2 separate regions of the Pan troglodytes genome follow, and region 1 is linked to region 2. Evidence: chromatin contacts called from public HiChIP or PLAC-seq data. All regions are on one chromosome and are shown on one strand. The core of a region is the stretch at or near the end of the contact, and the rest is flanking DNA. Distances in the headings are between cores, read along the strand shown. Region 1 holds the start of FAM13A (family with sequence similarity 13 member A). Region 2 holds the start of HERC3 (HECT and RLD domain containing E3 ubiquitin protein ligase 3).

Region 1 (5,229 bases), core at 805-3,304, 510 kb before region 2:
CTACCACAAAATTCTGTGGCAGCAGCTTCATCTCCTTTTAATTTTGTTCCTTTACCAGCAGCCTTTGGAATACCATGGCGCTGCTTAAATCGAGTTAGCCAGCCTGACGATGCATTAAAATCACCTTCCATTCCCAAAGCATCAAAAAAGAACTTGGCTTGTTTTGCACAAATCGTTCCGGACACTGGAATCCCATCGGTTTTCTGTTGGTTAAACCACTCTATCATAACTCTATCAAGCTCCTCGTATGTTGATGACTTCATAGATTTACGTTTGGATACTCCACTGGTAGGATCTGAACTGTTTGCATAGTTTATAATCCTTTCTTTGTTCTTTTTAATATCACGAACTGTGGATTCACCAATTCCGTACACCACAGAAAGTTTTTTGAAAGAGATGCCTTCCTCAAGTTTCTTAATAATGTCAAGCTTGTCCTTAATTGTCAACACCACACGCTTACGTTTCCCCAACATTTTAAGTGTCTAATATTTTAGGTGATTACTAGAACAAGATAATTAACAACTAAGATTTGAATACAAAGGAACTAGAAAATGAGTTCGTAAGATTCCTCCTCTCACTTCTAGGGCCTAGATGGATAGTGACCAATTTCCTGACAAGGTCTACGTGAATCTACTTGCTATTTTAAAACTTACAAACTTCCTACAACAAAGCCTAGCGCCAATTAACTCTTATCTTCTATCTTTCTTTCTCCTCAGGGTTCAGGGTCTTTCATGAAGTGCAATCACACTAGAGGCTAGAAACTGTACTGGTAAGGCTTCTAAAACAGTACTACTGCATACTCAATTCTTGCCATCCTTGCAGGTAATGTTCTTTGCCAGAATAGCCACTAAATCTCAGGTGGAAGTATTTTAGGAAATGTGCTAGGGAGTAAACAGTTTAAGTCAAGAGAGGACTTGCAAACTTGACATACAGGAAAATACAATGGGAAAACGCACTCTCTGACTATGTGGTCTTTGTCAAGCAGTGGATTGTATGGAATGCTGTCTCTCTAGGCACGGACTCTGCTATAGGTTGCGCAAGTGAGTGCTTGTGGAAATCATACGCAAGAGAAGATGACCCGGACAGAAGTGAACAGTGCAAATAAGGTGAAAGTGGAACAGGCAGAAAACTCTCTACTTTAAAAGCGACTTAAACCTACTAGATTTGGCAGCTGGAAAGGAGGATAGTGGACATGTGATGTCACATTACTAAAGAAAGCATCAAAAAAACTGCATCGGTGGAAATGAGGACCCAAGGTAGAGGCTATGGGGTGGCAGGCTCGGTGAAGATGATGTTACAATAATCCTGGTGAAAGACGATCCTCGATGGACCAACAGAAGGAGTTCCTGTGGGGGCTGTATAGATACTCGGAGGCTCCGAAACCTAAAGGAAAATACCAAAAACATTTTCTTTCAATTCAACATCAGGATCTGTGGCATTATCCACATTTATCCTGCAACTATGTTGAGAAAATTAACGCCTCCTATCAATGTGATAGCTAAATACGACAAATAATGCTTTCAGGCATAATCTGGGGTGACAGAGAGAGGGACCTGAAGAGCCTACCTCCTGAAATTAAGAGGTCAGAGAGAAGCCGTGTTAGCGAGGGCCTCTCCCCGCTGGGCGAGCTTCAGAGCGCGGGACGTCTTTCCTCCCGCGGAGGGAGCCCGGATTCCGCCTGGACGCCGGCGACCAGGATGTCACTGCTGCAGCCAGCCAGCCAGTGGGCGGCCGCTTGGCACAGGGAACGCCAGTCCGCCGGCCCCGGGCATCGCCCTGGGACCGCCTGCGCGGCGCCCAGACCACACTAAGCGCAAATGGAGTCTCCTGAGGCAGGCTGGCACTGGTGGCCCGGCAGCGGCGAGGGACGAGCGGAGAGAGACGAGCGTCGCTGCCGGAGCCGGAAGGCGGGGGATTAGAGAGCACGCGCGCGCCCCCGCAGAACGTTGTGCCGGCGAGGGGGCGGGGCCTGCGCGGGTGAGCGCACGCGGCCCGGGGGAGGGGACTCCGGCGAGCGGGCGGGAGGGGCGGGGCCCGGCGGGGGTGCGTCTCCAGGCGCCGCGTGGGTTCCGCTCACCGCCTGGCCGTTTCGGGGCCCCAGTGCCTCCCTGGCCGGCAGGGGGCGGCACACGCTTGCCTTGTCCTGGCGCTTTTCCCAGTGGCCCGGCTCTGCCGACGAGGCTCTTCTTTCCCTAGGGGGAAATTTTAAAATCTCACCCCACCCCCAGTGCTGGGGGGAAAGCGGAGGATCCTCGCGTGCCAGGAGCGGGCTGCGAATGGGGCAGGGCGAGCGCACGTGGGGCGTGTTTACAAACAGCAGCCGCGCCGCCTTGCGGAGGCGGTCCAGGTGTCGGAGCCCAGAGTCAGCGCGCGTGGAAAGTGCTAGCCCGAGCGAGGATCATGAGGCACGGTAGGAGCCGGCGGACGTGGGTTCCGGGCAGGAGCTGGGGCGTTCTCTCGGCAACACCCAACCGGACAAGCCCAGGGTGCCGAGGCACGGCGGGCTGCGGTAGAGCCGAGTGTCGGGTCAGCACTCCCCGGTGCTGATGCTCCGGAATTCGTCACAGTCGCTGTAGAGACGGACCCTTTGCAAAATCGACAGCACCTGGGAGACCCTTGAGCCAGTGGGAGGCGTCGTGGTAAATTTCCTGCCGTGCCTCGACGCCCGGGGCTTCTCAAGTGGAATCAGGGAATTGCGCTTTGACCGATATTCCCTTTATTTGTTTCCAACGGAGACATCTGCGGAAGGGTCACCGCCTTCCTGGAGGAGAGAGTGGTGCACCTCCACCTTGCACCACCTGTTTCCTGGGAAACGCGGTCAGGCTGCCTTCCTTTCCGTCTTGTGTGTGCGTGTCAGTTTGAAAAATTGAAAATTCTTCAGTGAATTATCTCTTCCATATGAACATAAATGTAACCTTTTCGTTAACACAAAGTAACATAGTAATTCGTCATTTCTTTGACAAGGCCATATACTGTTTCTGGAATTTCAGAAACTTGGAGATGGAAATCAAAGCGAGCATACTGTAGAAAACAGATGTTGATTCTAAGCCTTCTGTTTGACTCCGCCGCCAAAACTGCTCAATTGCCTTTCTCAACATAGCAGCCTTCCACTATCTGGCATGACAGAAATTCTTTGATCTAGTTATGTTGTGAGGTTGTAAGTGGCTTTTGGAGAATACCTGCTTTTAGACCTCCCCTCTTCCCTGCCTTCCATTTGGCTTCCAACAAGCCAGTCCCTTTCTGGAAGTCCTGGTTGCCTATTTTGGGTAGATTATAACTTACTTCATGGTAGTTTTATATAACTTTACAAAATATTCTTATTTTCCCTGATACCTGTGAAGAGCGTGAAACACTGCTAGAACAGCACTTTACCGACTGCCACCCATGTGGAAATGAGGCAGCCTGTAACCAGATGTCAGCCGCCTGCCTTTCCCCCTCTCCCCCAAGTCTGCTGGAGTAGCTGTGTCCCAGGATATTTAAATACAAAGGAATCCTGCCTCTTACTCTTCCTCTCTTTTCCACAATATCTCTAGGATTTAATTTTCTTCCAGATACCATTTGCATTTTTCTCTGTTCCTCCTGGATTCTCCAGTTTGCTGTTTTATGTCTTATAGCTGTTCCCTTTTTATCACCTTGTGTAAGTTCAAATCTGGATACAGCCCACATTTCTAGATTTTCTCAAAACACCGCTTGACTCAAGGCAATTGTAATTAGTAGACTTTTACTAAGATTTTACTCAAGGCAATTGTGTCTTTACACAAAACAGTTTTATTGGGCAAACTTTCTCCTTTTGTTGGGGGAAGGGGTGGCTAGTTGTGGCAGACATATTACAGCACAAGGGGGAGAGGACTTAGAATGTTAAGAATATGTATATATACACATACATATATATAATAAGAATATATGTATGTGTATATATGTGTATTTTTGAGACAGGGCTTCTCTCTGTTGCCCAGGCTAGAGTGCAGTGGTACGACCATGGCTTGGGCTCACTGCAGCCTCAACCACCTAGGCTCAAGCAGTCCTTCTGCCTCAGCCTCCCGAGTAGCTGAGACTGTAGGCTACGGGTGCGTGCCATCATGCCCAGGTAATTTTTGTATTTTTTGTAGAGATGAGATCTTGCTATGTTGCCAGAGCTGATCTCAAACCCCTGGGCTCAAGTCATCCTCCCACCTTGGCCTTCCAAAGTGCTGGGATTACAGGCATGTGCCATCCTGCCTGGCCAATAATAGATTCTTAAGGTGGTGAAACTACTCTGTACAACTGTAATGGTGGGCACATGTCATTAAACATTTGTTCAGATGCACGGAATGTACAACACCAAGAGTGAACCCTAATGGAAACCATGGACTCTGTGATAAAAATGTTTCAAGGCAGGTTCATCAATTGTAACTGATGTTCCACTCTGGTGGGCAATATTGATAATAGGGAGGTTATGGATGTGTGGGGGCAGGGAGTAGGTGGGAAATCTCCCTATCTTCTGTGGAATTTTAGAACCTAAAACCGTTCTAAAAAATAAAGCCTATTTCTTAAAAATGTAGGTTCAAAAAAAAATGAGAATGTTGGGTGCCTAAGGCAAAGTTGCCTTACTCTTTCTCATGTACTATATGCTCAACACAGCACACACCAAGCAGTTCTCCACTGGACACAGCTGGGTATCCTATAATTCATTTCAATTCTGATACCATCTGCCTGGAGTGTCCCCCCAACTTCAAATTCCAATTCCAAGTAGTAGGTTGTTGTCAGGTTCCAAGCCCAGCTGGGGTCTGAGGGGAGTTGGTGGACGGGTGGTGGGTAGTTGAAAGGACACGTGGGGGACCATAAGCAGTTGAGATACAGCTTTATTCTCTCTCTCTCTCTCTCTCTCTCTCTCTCTGTCAGCCTTTGTTTTGGCCACCTGCTCCAGCTGCAGCCTCTCTCAGCGCTGGCTCCACCGCTCCTGCCACCCCCACGCCTGTAGCTGAGCTCCCCAGTGTGCTTGCCGCTTCCTGGCTCCCCTCCCAGCCACCTGCAAGGTGGCCCAGCTCTCTCTTACAGAGTCAGCAGTCCAGTTATATTACTCACAGACAATAGTGGCTCAAAGCCAGTTGATGAGCCCACCCATAATGTGGTTACATAACTGTGATTATGTAATGCCCAGGATTGTGCACCTGCACTGCAGTCCCACTGTGTCATGCAGCACTAGATGTTTGCCTCCACCAACTCTTGTCTGCAGTGCAACTATTTCCC
Region 2 (4,834 bases), core at 1,089-3,588:
CCCTTTTCATTACCACATCCTCCATCATGCAAAATGAGAAGAGATCATCTCAGAGAGGTACCTAAAGTATCTCAAAAGAAAAAGTACTCCATGATTTTAAGATATTTTTGTCAAGCACTTTAGGAGGCCCAGGCGGGTGGACAGCCTGAGCCCAGGGGTTGGAGATCAGCCTGGGCAACATGGCAAAACCCCGTTTCGTCTTTTGGCGAAACCAAAAACTACAAAAAATTAGCTGGGCATGGTGGTGCACGCCTGTGGTCCCAGCTACTTTGGAGGCTAAGGTGGCGGATTCGCTTGAGCCTGGGAGGCGGAGGTTGCAGTGAGCCGAGATCGCACCAGTGCACTCCAGCCTGTGCAACAGAGCGAGACCCCCCATCTCGAAAGAAAAGATATTGTCATAACTTTATTTCTACCTCTCTATGCAGAAAATCCCATTCGATCTGGAGAATAGTACTTTTACTTGTAAAACTGAAGCATAACTATCTTGTGTCTCCAGTAGGGGTACTACTACTCTCATTAAGTATAAAAAAAGTTTTTAATTGGTCATACAAATCTTAAGAAATTTAAATTTGGTCTTCAGAATGAAATGCTATAACGAATGGCTTCAAGCACACAACATGGAACATTCTGAAATCCCTGTTTCTTTTTCAAAAAGTAAACTCCAGCTACTTACTGAACAAGAACTGGGTGCTAGTGCTAATGTGCTAATTTTGTTTTTCATGCCAAAGGAGTTCTGCCAAAGAGGTTTCCAACCTGTCCTCCTTGTTCCCTGCATTATACTTTTTACAGAAAGTTCCTAGCCTCGAAGGCGGTATGACCATGATGTAAATAAAATATGTAATTCAATTATTTTGCTTTAGGATATGCATTCCATGTACTTTGCTTTTCTGATTTATAATGCTACTCCCTCCTCCCCCAGGGTAAAGGAAAGTACAAAAGGAGAGAGCTTCACAGTAATCTGCCGACTAAAACATGATACCCGATCACTGCATTTAAAACTTTTTATTTTTTCATTTCTCTCAAGTCTAGAGTTGAAAAATCAGCTCACTTGATCTTATCTAATCTTCAAATAAAAGGTTCTAGAAATAGCTTATTTGTGGAAAGAGCCAGAAGACACATAAAAATGGAAGAGAGCTCTTGAATCGTCTTTCCCAAAGCATTCTATGCGTGATGAATGCAAGCAAAATCCTGGAAGGCTTTTCTCTGAATTAGGTACTTCCTAATTGGGCTCATTTGAAAGCTGATGTAAAATGCAATCAGAAAGCAGCCAGAAACAGTGACAGACCAACAGCAAAGTTCAAATACTTATTCCCTGGAGCTCATGCTGCATACACATATTCCGTGCACAGTCGCATTAGGTACTGTCTCCATAGGCTCACCTGTTTCAGGTTACACATGCTCCTCTCGGTCTGGTTGCCCTGGTTTGCCCACTCCACACATTCACAAATGACTCAAGTCTCACCTGCCCCCGGCCGTCCCAGCTCCTGACACCCCCGCGTCGGTCCGCACCGACGTGTCGGCGCACACACACACACCCGTACACACGTGTCCGCACACACCCTCGCCCCCGGCCCCGCCCAGGAGGCGGACCCGGGAGAGGCGAGCCGGCCCGGCCTCCGCGAAGTGGGTGGTGCCGGGCCCCGCAGCCCTGCCGGCGCTGTCATCGCGGACGCCGTGCACCGCGTCCTCGGCGCAAACTCCTCGCGGCCGCTGAGGTTCCCCAAAATGCCAGGGCCTCGCCAGCTCCCATTTCAATTGAAAGCGTCCGCGCCCCTCACTGCACGGAGGTCCCTGGAACCCCAGAATTTAAATAGGGGCAGGGGGCGAGCATAGGGACTATCCTCCTTTTGACTTTCTGCGTCGCAATTCCTCCCGGGCGGCAGGGCGGGAGGGCGGCCGAGCGCGGGCGGGAGGCGCTCCCATTTTGAAGGCTTGTCTCGCCTTTCCCGGCGCGGGGCTCTCTGACCGGAGGGCGAGCCCACGAGAACGCCAGGGAGGCGTACGCAGGGTACTAAGGGCGCCGCGCCCCAACCTCCCCGCGCCCCAGACCCAGGTCGTCTCTGGAGGTGCCTGCAGCCCCCGCCGCCGGAGCCACGGGAGGAGCCGCAGCCGCCCCTCCGGGAGCCGCGCGCTGACTGCAGTGCCAGGCGGAACGCGGCCCAGCACGGCTGCAGCTCCGCCGTACCCTCCTCCCTGGAACCCCGGCCCCCGCCCTGCGCACCTCGGCAGCAGCCGAACCGCAGCTTGGGACTCCGACTGTCACAGCCCCTCTCGCCGGACCCGGGGTTTCTCCGTTTTCGGCGTCACAATAATAAGGAAGTTTCCCCGCAAGCCTGCGGGCGGCGGAATGCGCTGGGTGAATGGCTTCGCACCGGGCCAATGGGCGCCGTTCTGGGGGGGGGCCCGCGCCAATGGCGGCCGCCGTGGCACGGGCTGGAGGCGGGGCGGCAAGGTCCGCGGGCGGGAGGAGGGGAGAGGCCCAGGCCCCAGAGCCAGGCGCAGGCGGCCCGAGGTGACAGGACTCGAGGGCCCGGCGCGGGGACAGCGGCACGGGTGTGTCAGTCGAGATCGGACTGGAAGACATAGAGCGTTGACGCTGAAATAAGATTGCTTTTCACTGGCGGGGAAGCGAGCTGGACCGATCAGCGGTTGCCTATTCAGGTTCTGGACTCTGGTTTTTATTATTTATGAAGAGGTGACCGAAAGCCTTGGGCACGGGGGAAAAAGCTGGAGGGTGACAATTGAGGGAGAGTGCGCTAGTCTTCTGCTTTACTCCCCTTCGTAGGACTGTAGGAAGCGCGGCGCCGGCCCGCGGCGCTGCGCGGTGGGAGAGGCGGGGTAGGAGGTACGCGGCAGCCGCCGGCGCTCTTCTGGAGAGGTGGGGATCGAAGACCGGCACGGGGCTGCGGAAGAAAGGCGGGCCTGGGGGAGGCTGGAGGGTGGACCCGGGGGGAGCATAGCAAGAAGAGTCTGAGCACCAGATCTTAAAATCTTGTAATCTGAAAGACACTCTGTGGCCTATACCCAGTAACGGATTTTTTAAAAGTTTGTCCTTTTCCACTTTTCCCTAGCGCCGAATCCCAGAGCTTCCTCCTCCTCCCCAAGGTCACTAGTGCTTTCATACTTGCCCTAGACCTGATCTGATCCACAGCTAATCTTTTGCAGAAAACCTCAGAAAGGTGACTTCATGTGTCTGCCCCCCTTAAATGTAAAATGCAGAACACTGGCACGGTACTGCTTTAATCCAAAGGAATAATTCTCCCAGTGGAAGAATTTCCATAACCTGGCATTTGAACCAGGAAGGCCCTTTGAGGATAGATTCTTACCAAGGACATTCAAATCACCTCAGGTCTGCAATCGCTCGTCCTGAGAACCTAACAGACTGACCAAGTAGAAAAGAAAGTTTCAAGGAGTGGTGTATCCTGGGGATGAGACGTTGTTGGCTGACTGACAGTGTTGAGTCCTCCGTGAAATAATGCAAATTGTCCAGTACACTGAGACAAGAAAGCTAAAAAAGCAGAATCTAAGTTATCAGGTCATCTAAGAAAAAATACAAACCTTTGAAATTTGGATCACACTTGACACGTTTAGAAACACTGGGGATGGCCAGGCGCGGTGGCCCATGCCTGTAATCTCGGCACTTTGGGAGGCCGAAGCCGGTGGATCACTTGAGGTCAGGAGTTCGAGACCAGCCTGGCCAACATGGTGAAACCTTGTCTCTACAAAAAAAAATACCAAAATTAGCCGAGTAGGGTGGTGTGCGCCTGTAGTCCCAGCTACTCAGGAGGCTGAGGCAGGAGAATCACTGGAACCTGGAAGGCGGAGGTTGCAGTAAGCTGAAATCAAGCCACTGTACTTACTCCAGCCTGGGCAACAGAATGAAACGTTGTCTCAAAAAAAGAAAAAGAAAAAAAGAAACACTGGGGACAAGAGTAACACAATTCACTTATATTCCAGATATGTGGCAGTTTCACAAAAGTTTAGTCTATTACAAAGATGCAATCCCAATTTAGAGATGCTGTTGGCAAAAGAACTGGTTAAATGCCCAAAGAGGAGTCTGGTAGGAAGAGGAAGGAGTCCGGTACTTGCAAAGGAGAAAGTGAGAGATCCTATTGTTATGTGTCACATATGAGGTTTGTAATCAATCAGTGTTTGGGTTGATATGTCTGGCCCATGGCTCAAGTGTTTTTCTTTTTTTGTTGTTGTTTTTTTGTTTTTTGTTTTTGAGACGGAGTCTCGCTCTGTCGCCCAGGCTGGAGTGCAGTGGCGCAAACTCGGCTCACTGCAAGCTGCGCCTCCCAGATTCACGCAAGTCTCCTGTCGCAGCCTCCTGAGTAACTGGGACTACAGGCGCCCACCACAACGCCCGGCTAATTTTTGTACTTTTAGTAGAGGCGGGATTTCACCATGTTGGCCAGGCCGGTTTAGAACTCCTGACCTCAAATCATCTGCCCACCTCGGCCTCCCAAAGTGGAGATTACAGGCGTGAGCCTCCGTGCCGGCCGGCTCAAATGTTTTTCATATGAAATTTCATCTTGAGGAAAAGGATGGTTATCAAAGACTCAAGCCTAGACATGGGGTAGGAGCGATGTATAAATAACAAGTTAGGATACTGTAAGCTTCTTTTACCAAATAAATAGCCAAACCCTGAGAACTTACATAGAACTTACATAGAACAGTAAAGATACCACAGTACTTCGATTTATTTTTTTTCATTGGGACAACATATAATGACAATTTCCTTAGCAAGCATGTCCTGCTTCAAAATGGCTTTAAATGGCTCCAGCATCAGCAATAGTCTTAACAGCAGATATGTAAACTGTTTTGAAGAGGC

What was found. HiChIP or PLAC-seq counts read pairs in DNA pulled down with a chosen protein or histone mark.
Region 1: an H3K4me3 HiChIP or PLAC-seq map of stem cell-derived excitatory neurons shows a contact between it and region 2, with 2.3 times the contacts expected there. The contact joins the promoter of FAM13A here to the promoter of HERC3 in region 2. A contact is called at or near these places in 1 of 7 Hi-C or Micro-C datasets (stem cell-derived neural progenitor cells) and 1 of 1 datasets of contacts at active chromatin or transcription factors (stem cell-derived excitatory neurons).

Annotation. Positions count from the first base shown.
Region 1 is chr3:90,474,603-90,479,831 of NHGRI_mPanTro3-v2.0_pri, reverse strand. It overlaps FAM13A (family with sequence similarity 13 member A), which reads left to right and starts at 2,054. Exons shown (of 24, transcript XM_063809676.1): 1 at 2,054-2,410. TIGD2 (tigger transposable element derived 2) reads right to left here and starts at 1,987. Exons shown (of 2, transcript XM_016951868.4): 1 at 1,567-1,987; 2 at 1-1,383. The coding sequence starts at 473.
Region 2 is chr3:89,961,686-89,966,519 of NHGRI_mPanTro3-v2.0_pri, reverse strand. It overlaps HERC3 (HECT and RLD domain containing E3 ubiquitin protein ligase 3), which reads right to left and starts at 2,338. Exons shown (of 26, transcript XR_010156637.1): 1 at 2,222-2,338.